2 separate regions of the Cricetulus griseus genome follow, and region 1 is linked to region 2. Evidence: chromatin contacts called from public Hi-C data. All regions are on one chromosome and are shown on one strand. The core of a region is the stretch at or near the end of the contact, and the rest is flanking DNA. Distances in the headings are between cores, read along the strand shown.

Region 1 (4,166 bases), core at 1,075-3,574, 62 kb after region 2:
AGAAAGAAAGAAAGAAAGAAAGAAAGAAAGAAAGAAAGAAAAAGAAAACTTGGGTTTTCCAGATGGCTCACCAGGTAAAACTGCTGTCCAAACCTGACCTCCTGACCTTCGAAACCCACTGTAGAGAGAACTGACATTTTAAATTTTTTTTTCTTCCGAAACAGGATTTCTCTGTAGCTTTGGAGGCTGTCTCAGAACTCACTCTGTAGACCAAGCTGGCCTTGAACTCACAGCGATCCACCTGCCTCTGCCTCCCTAGTGCTGGGATTAAAGGCGTGCACCACCACTACTCAGCAAGAGAACTGACTCTTAAAAATCATCCTCTGACCTCCACAAGTGTGTCCTCCCTACCCCAAATAAAAATAAAAAATAAACAAAAAGAACTTAGGTTTTCTTTTTGTGGTGCCACAGACAGAACTAAGGGTCTTATGTAAGCTCAGTGAAGTGCTCTACCACCTTACCTATATCTCCAGACACCTGAGGGAAGAACTTTTGTTAAGATTCTTAGAGGATGGGGGTGGTTCACACCTTTAATCCCTGCACTCAGGAGGTGAGTTCGAGGCCAGCCTGGTCTACAGAATGAGTCCCAGGACAGACAAGGCTACATACAGAGAAAACCTGTCTCTAAAACCAAATAAATAAATGAAAAAGAGAGGTGTGGGGAGAGATTGATTCTGGGGGCTGGAGAGATGGCTCAGCAGCTAAGAGCACTTGTTGCTTCTCCAGAGGGTCCCAGTTTGGGTCCCAGCATTCACACGGAAGCTCTCAGCTATCCATCCCACAGGGTCTGTCACCTTAATTGACATACAAACATGCAAGCAAGACATTTAGATCCAGGTCAAAAAACATCTAAAATTTCTTTTTTAAAGACAAGGTTCTGTTTGTTTGTTTTTTATGACTTTGAACTCACAGAGATCCATCAGCCACTGCCGTGCCCAGCCAGAGGCTGTTTTTGTATGGCTTGGTCTGTGAACTTTGGAACCTCATCCCCTCATCCCACTCATGGCCTGTACTACACTTGGTCTAAGTCCTCTGGTCTCTGGAGGGAAGACATAACCCAGACTCACTCAGCACTAAAGTGACTACCCCAGACACCCACGATTTCTAGTAGTGGCAGGGACTGGCTGAAGAAAAGCTGCATTGAGCGGACAGCTGGCAGAGGAGAGTGGGTACTGTCATGGAGCCAGCTCTGCCTCCCTAATACTGCTAGCAACTATAGGTTCCTGTTTGAATTGTGCCCTGGTTTTCTCTTAGGGGCTCCCTACTGCTAGGAATAATGCATGAGGCGGAACTTGGTGGACTCCATGACAGGCAAGGGTGACCGAGGCAGAGGGACGAACATGCCAGGCAGACAGAGCTTAGTGAGAAGTTTTATTAGAAAGGGGAGGGAAGGGGGAAGGAAAGAGAAAAGAGGTAAAGAGACACAGAGACAGAGAGAGACAGGACAGAAGAGAAGAGGGAGACAGGACAAGTCCTGTCTGCCCCAGGGGAACAACAGAAAAGAGAGCATAAGTGGGCGGGGTCTTTCTTTTAAAGGGGTCCTTTGCACCTGCGTGCAGACTATGCAACCACGGAACCCTGGGCTGACCTTACTGGGTAGTGTCCACTGAGCTGCAGACTGACTCTCACCTGCTCCTCTAGCCCACACCCTTCCAGTCCAGCTCAGCGATCTGCTCAACTTCCCGGGCATGCACGTAGTCCATAGCTGTTGAATGGATGAGTTCATGAATACCCATAGCTCTGCTTGATCTACAAGCTTTTCTTCATCACCCCTTTTCTAAGAAACCTTCATTGAAATTTCCCAGAAGAGTTCATCACCATCAGATACATAGCAAGACTCTACCTAGCACTTGCAGTGCCAAGGAGGGCAGGGTGAACAGGACAAGACCCTGCATTACCTCCATGGCTCTGCAGCGCTCAGCTCCAGGGAACCGTCTCCAGTGGACCAGCCTGCAGAGCGGTTCTGTTTGCACCTGGAGCTCCTGGGCTGGCTCGGGCTCCTGGCTAAGGCCATCTCGGTATGTGGCTGATTGCATTGTCATCCACCACGCATCCCTCCCCACCCCAATCTGGAATTTGGAGAACAATGTGAGCAAGAACAGGAGCGATGCAGTGCTGGCCACTGTTCACTGAGCCTTGAGAATCTGTGGGGTGACAGGCACCTGGCCCACATCATGGCCACCCTGAAGGTACACACTGACCTGGGATCCAGCCCAGCCCTACGGGCCACACAACTCCCCAGCGGCCCCTCAGCCCTAAGGGAGCCTCTTCCGGAGGCTGGATTCCAGGAGCCTCCTCTTTCTAAGCCCTGCCCTGCACACCCCCTCCCCCAGCACTGGCCTGGCTTCCTGGAATTTCTCCTCCTAATTGAAACCAAACACCGGGGCTCCTCAAGGGCTGTGCCCCAGAGGCCCCGTGGGTTTCTCTTTTCCTCCCTCCTCCCTTTCCCGAATGGGGCCTCTGGGGGTGCTGGGGGTGGGGTGCTCAGTCCAAGGCAGCACGGGAGGGGGTATTTTTATGCTGAATGAGGGGTAACCGGCTCTCCAGCTGCTGGCCTGTGAATGAGCTAGACTTGCCTGCTTCACAACTGGGGAAGTATTGGAAGGACAGAATGGTGATCTAGGCAAAGGCCACTGGGATGGTCGGGTCAACTGGGACTGACCCAAGTAAATTCTGGATCAACCCTGTCTCAGGCAGTAGGTCTAGAGACTGGGAGGATGGGTTGGTGAAAGTCAGCCCCATCTAGACCTTCTGTGTGGCCTTGGGCAAGTTATTTCCTTCCCCGGCTGAACCTGGAGTTCCTCAAGGTACCAGGATGGGGATATGTGGGACTTGTCTCAGATGACGTACATAACTACCACGTGGTCTTAGCGATGAAGCTAGACATGCTTACCCTTTCCAGTAGATCTACAGGGCTAGAGGGAGGCAGCCTGAGAACATGTGAGGCTGTGGATAGCTGCAGTTGGGAAGGTCGCTGGGGGTCAATAAATGTTTGTTTAATGAAGGAATTCTCTCCACTTTTAACAAACATTTACTGAAAGTCTTTCTTGCTTAGATGTGCTGAGGCAAAACCCAACGGCAGCAAGGCTTGAGCCCCTGAAGGTGGAGTCTGGGAAGAAAGCCCATCAAGACCCCCTGGATGACCCTGCAGGCTGATGCTGTCACCAGGAAGCAAGGGGCCTTTGGGAGGGCCTGACCAAGACGGGGCTAGGGACAGAGTAGTTAGGACAGCTCTCCAGAGAAAAATGACCAAGTGACCTTCTCTTTTGTTTCGTTTTTCCAGACAGGGTTTCTTTGTGTGACAGTCCTGGCTATCATGGAACTCACTTTTTAGACCAGGCTGGCCTCGAACTCACTGAGATCCACTTGCCTCTGCCTCCCTAGTGCTGGGATTAAAGGTGTGTGCTACCACCGCCTGGCCAGAGTGGCCTTGATGCTCTTTCTTCAACCAGCACTTATCATTCCAAGTCACCTGAACCCAGGTGCTGCTGGAGGCATGACTGGGAAGTGCATGCTGGGAAGCCTAACGTGGACTGGTGTTGGCCAGGCGAGAGATAGCCCTGTTTCCTGCCAGGCCGATGCCACATCCTTTCTTCTACCCTATTTCCATTTTAACAACTGTGGTGGCCCCCTCCTTCTCTTCCTCCTCCTCAATAGCAGCAGCTGTCCTGGAACTCACTATATAACCGAGGCTGGTCTCCAATTCACGGCAACCCCTCTGCCTCTGACTTCCAAATGCTGGAATTACCAGCATGTGCTTTTGCTCCTTAACTGTAACTACTTTATTTAGAGTGTGGCTTTGGAGCCTGTCCTGGAACTTATTATGTAGACCAGGTTGGCCTTGAACTCACATAGATTCACCTGCCTCTGGCTCCTGAGTGCTGCGATTAAAGACATGTACCACCACTACCCCATACTTCCATTTTTTAGAAAAGATTTTTATTTTGTGAGTATTGGTATTTTTGTCTGCATGTGTATCTCTGAACCACATATGTGCAGTGCCTATAAGGCATAAGAGGGCATTGGACTTTCTGGAATTAGAGTTACAGACAGCTAGCTGCCATGTGGGTGCTGGGATTTGAACACCGGTCCTGTGGAAGAACAGTCAGTGCTCTTAACCACTGAACTATCTCTCTGGTATCCCCAATTGCCTATAACTTTTTTTT
Region 2 (3,689 bases), core at 1,016-3,515:
CTCTGGCTGGTTAAGGTTCCTGGTAAAATACGGCTTTGTGGTTGCAGGGATGCTGGGGGGTGGGGAGGCAGAGGAAAGGAAGGTCCAGTCAGTCTGAATCAGTGTCTCTACAGGAAGTACGGGCCTTCTTGCTTTTCTCAGGGTCCCTGGAAAAGGCCCAGTATATGTCTCCTAAGATTTGGCGTTTATGGAAGAAAACATAAGGGACAGGCCAGTTGCAGAACAGACCTGGTGTCCCCTCCACCGGCCCTGCCCCCACTCCTCTAATTAAAGCAGCATGCAGGATTGACAAAAACCCTTGTAACTCTTTCCGAGCCCCCTGCCTAGCGCCCCAGAGTGAGTCGGAAAAGTAAGCCGGTTCTACCCTGGCATAGCAAAATTCAAATCAGTTCCCCACAGGCAGAGAAACACCAGCAAAAACTTCGGGCTGCAGCCTCTTCTGCTTTCTGCCCGTTCTTCCTCGCCAAACCTAATCAGAGCACCCAGAGGTGCCCTGCTCCGGGGAAAGCAGAGGCTAAGGGTAGAGGGCCTGCTCGCTCCAGAGCCCCTGTCTTTGTTCACTAGGACCAGGGCCACAGAACAAAACACACACACAAAAAAACTATCACACAAACTTACCACCACCACGAGTGCAGAAACCCAGGAGGTTCTCCCAGTGTGATGTTTTTTTCCCATCGAATCTAGAAAAGAGGGGGCAGAGGCAGCTTAGAGGGGCAGAAAGCAGGGGGCTGCAGGGCCTTCCTCAGCCAAAAGGCTGTGAAGACCAACTAACAATAAATGCCAAAAGGTGATAAAAATTCAAAATGGTGGCCACAGTGGCTGCTCCTGAAAACAAAGGCTCTAAGAATAGTGGGGAGGAGGGGGGTGTCAAGAAACTGGATGCTGAGAGTCCCACTCACCTCTGATAAGAAGGTCTGTGCAGATTTCTGTGCTCCTACGTGCAGTAAATATTCGTAGACGTATAAAGCTAACCTGGAAAGTGAGTAGGGGCAGAGAGAGAGAGAAAAGGGTCAGACCACACTGAGGCTCGCTCTGGACCTTGCCAGTCGACTCTGAGCCCGGTCTGTGCCATCCCATTGTGGCCATGACAAGAGAAGAGCACCTATCACCCCAGACAGGATCCGGGTCAGAACAGCTAATGAGTGGGTGGGTACCATAGACAAACTGCCCAAAGCGGCGGGAGCTGGAAAACCGTCCCCCAAACTTGAAGTTCCAAGTGCCACTGGGACCAAACCCATCTAGGTCTCACAAACTCGAAAGGCACAAGAGTCCAGAGCGGCTCTCCTTCTCCCAGCCCACTTGAGCTCGCTGCCGTAGCCCTGCTTCGGGGTCCGGGCAGACTCAACCCCAGTCCCGGTACTTGGCGCGCTCTGGAGAGGGCAGCAAAGCGCCGCCCTCAGCATCTCCCCCCGAAACAACTGTCCCCCAAGCCTGGGGCCAGGCCGGCGCCGCCTGCCCAGCCCAGCCCGGCCCGGCCCGGCGCCCCGGAGCGCACCGGGCTGGCGGCAAGGCCGCTGGCTGGGAAGGGAGAGCGCTCCTGGGCGAACAAAGCCCCCGGCACGCACTTCTCACGCCGCGGGCGGACAAAAGGAGCCTTCGGGGCTGCAGAAAGCCACGCGCCCCCTGCCCGCACTCGGTGGGCAAAGTGGAGCCCCCGCGCCCAGCCGGCCGAGCGCACCGGCTCACAGGGGGACCTCGCCCACCCTCGTCGCGGGCCCCCGCGTCCGCTCCGCTGCGCGCCTACCAACTACCCTCGCCCGCCGCTGCCCTGCCGCCCCTTCAGGGTGCCCCAGCCTCCGCCGGCACCCAACAATGGGCTCTCCACGCCGCCGCTGCTGCCGCCGCGGGGCAGAGACCCAGGGCCCAAGGCAGCGCGACCCCCGCGCCCACCTGCCTCCCGCCGCCCGCGGCGCGGCCCCACTCGCGAGAGGCTTGCTTACTTTTCCCGAGCCTGCCCGTCCGAGGGCACCGCCGAGCCTTTGCCTTTGGCAAACATGGCTTGCAGAGAAGAGGGCTCCGAGCCCGCCGCCGCCGCCGCCGCTACCGTCCGGTCTCCCGAGCTGCCCTGCTCCCGGCCCCCTCCCGGCGATCGCCCGCTCGCTCGCGCTCCGCTCGCCGCGCTCCCTCCCTCCCCGGCGCTGGCTCCGCGCTCTTTCCAGCTGTCAAAGCGTCAGCCCCGGCCGCGGCCCCATCGCCTTGGAACTCCTCCCGCGCCGGCTCGGCCTGAGCTGTGCCGCCGCCCGCCCGAAGCCTGCCAGCCGCTTGCTCGCTGCTCGTGGCCCGCGCGCCCGCCGCGCCGCCCGGCTCCGCCTGCGCCGCCCTCTGCGCCTTCAGCACCGCTGCCGCTGCCGTCGCCGCCGCCGCTGGTCTACTTGGAGCTCAACCGAAGTGGCTGCCCCGGCAGGAGCGCGGCGGGCGTCCACGCCCCGCGACGGACGGCGCGACGGCCAATCGGCGCGCGGGGGCGGGCCCGGAGGCCGGGAGGGACGCCTGTCAGCGCGGCCGCGCCAGTCCCGCTGCGCCTCCTCCGTGAGCCGCTGCCCGCTCGTGCGCTGGCCAGGGGAGCGGAGGGCGAGCCCTGGCGCTGGGGGGGCGGCGGCGGCGTGAGGGGCTCGGGCCTGGACCGGAGCACCCGGCCGGCGCCGCGGGGACTGGGCGATGCGGCAGTAGCCGCGAGGGAGGCGCGGACCCGGCTGGCCCGCGCGCCCCTTTCCGCGTCGCCCTGGTCCCCGGCGCCCCCGCCCTCCCCGCGCTGATCTTGCCCTCCGCGGGCCAGGACCCCGGCCGGCCCAGCTCCCCGCCCCACCCTGGGCTGCCTGCGCCCAGCCCGGCTCCCTGAGCCCGAGCCCGAGCCAGGACTGCACGCGGAGCTGGGCGGCCGAAGCTGGCGCCAAATCGCACGGCTGCTTCTTTACTAGATCGTTAAAATACTTTGGGAAACCCCAAAGTGGATCCGCGCGAAAATGGCCCTTGGCGTGCTCCGGGCGAGCCTCGGGAGAGGAAAGGGGGTTTTAGACTAGAAGGAGGCAGAGTGATTTCTCCCAAAATTTCTGAGGTGTGCCAACCCTGGCAAGTTAGCCCCCCTCGTCTTCTCCGCGGGCACTGGTTCCGTTTGGGTGAGGGACGTCACCTGGACGCCTCGCGACTCAGAATGCGCACCGCAGAAATCTCAAACTTCAAATAAATGGAGCTAAATTGGGGAGTAGGGGGGACCAGAGTGGGGGGAGGGGAAGCGTCCATTGTCAATGACCCAGGTGTACAATGGGAAATGGGGGGTTGGCAGAGTGACCAAGCTTTTTGCTACCGACTCCTTTCTGTCCAATCGAGGACCCCAAAAACCCTGCAGCGTACCCTCATTGAGGACTCCAGATCAGAAACTGGTGAAATAGGGATGGCTCCCCCATTTTCATACTGTTTTCAGAGCGCGGTTCTCTTTAAATGTGATAAAACACTGTCGGCACTGTCTCTTTAAAAGAGTCAAGCAGAAAAAGCTGTGTAAGCGCTGATTGGCTGCCTGTTTGGATACATCTTTAGGGGAGCCTTGAAACTGTTAGCCTAGGTTGATTTTTTTTTTTTAACTGCGCTGTTCCAATAAACAAGTAACGCCCCTCCCCCTAACATGCCTCGCACCAAACAATTAAAGGATAGGTCAGTGTCCTGGGGAAAACACGTTTCAAGTAGGAAAACTC

What was found. A called contact is a pair of places that touch in the nucleus more often than the background predicts.
Region 1: a contact with region 2 is called in a Hi-C map of the CHO-K1 cell line, with 5 times the contacts expected there. The contact joins the enhancer-like site here to the promoter of Ssbp3 in region 2. A contact is called at or near these places in 6 of 8 Hi-C or Micro-C datasets (the CHK-Q cell line, the CHL-YN cell line, the CHO-K1 cell line and 2 more).

What each region holds. Positions count from the first base shown.
Region 1 is chr2:42,983,302-42,987,467 of CriGri-PICRH-1.0, forward strand. No RefSeq gene overlaps it. Among named protein-coding and RNA genes, the nearest start is that of Acot11, 44 kb to the right of the region's middle. Within about 2 kb of position 2,325, at least 1 of the 6 cell types and tissues checked has open chromatin away from gene starts, as enhancers often do. A contact at or near this core is called in the CHO-K1 cell line, where this site is marked.
Region 2 is chr2:42,921,478-42,925,166 of CriGri-PICRH-1.0, forward strand. It overlaps Ssbp3 (single-stranded DNA-binding protein 3), which reads right to left and starts at 2,266. Exons shown (of 16, transcript XM_027402359.2): 1 at 1,941-2,266; 2 at 900-972; 3 at 619-680. The coding sequence starts at 1,996.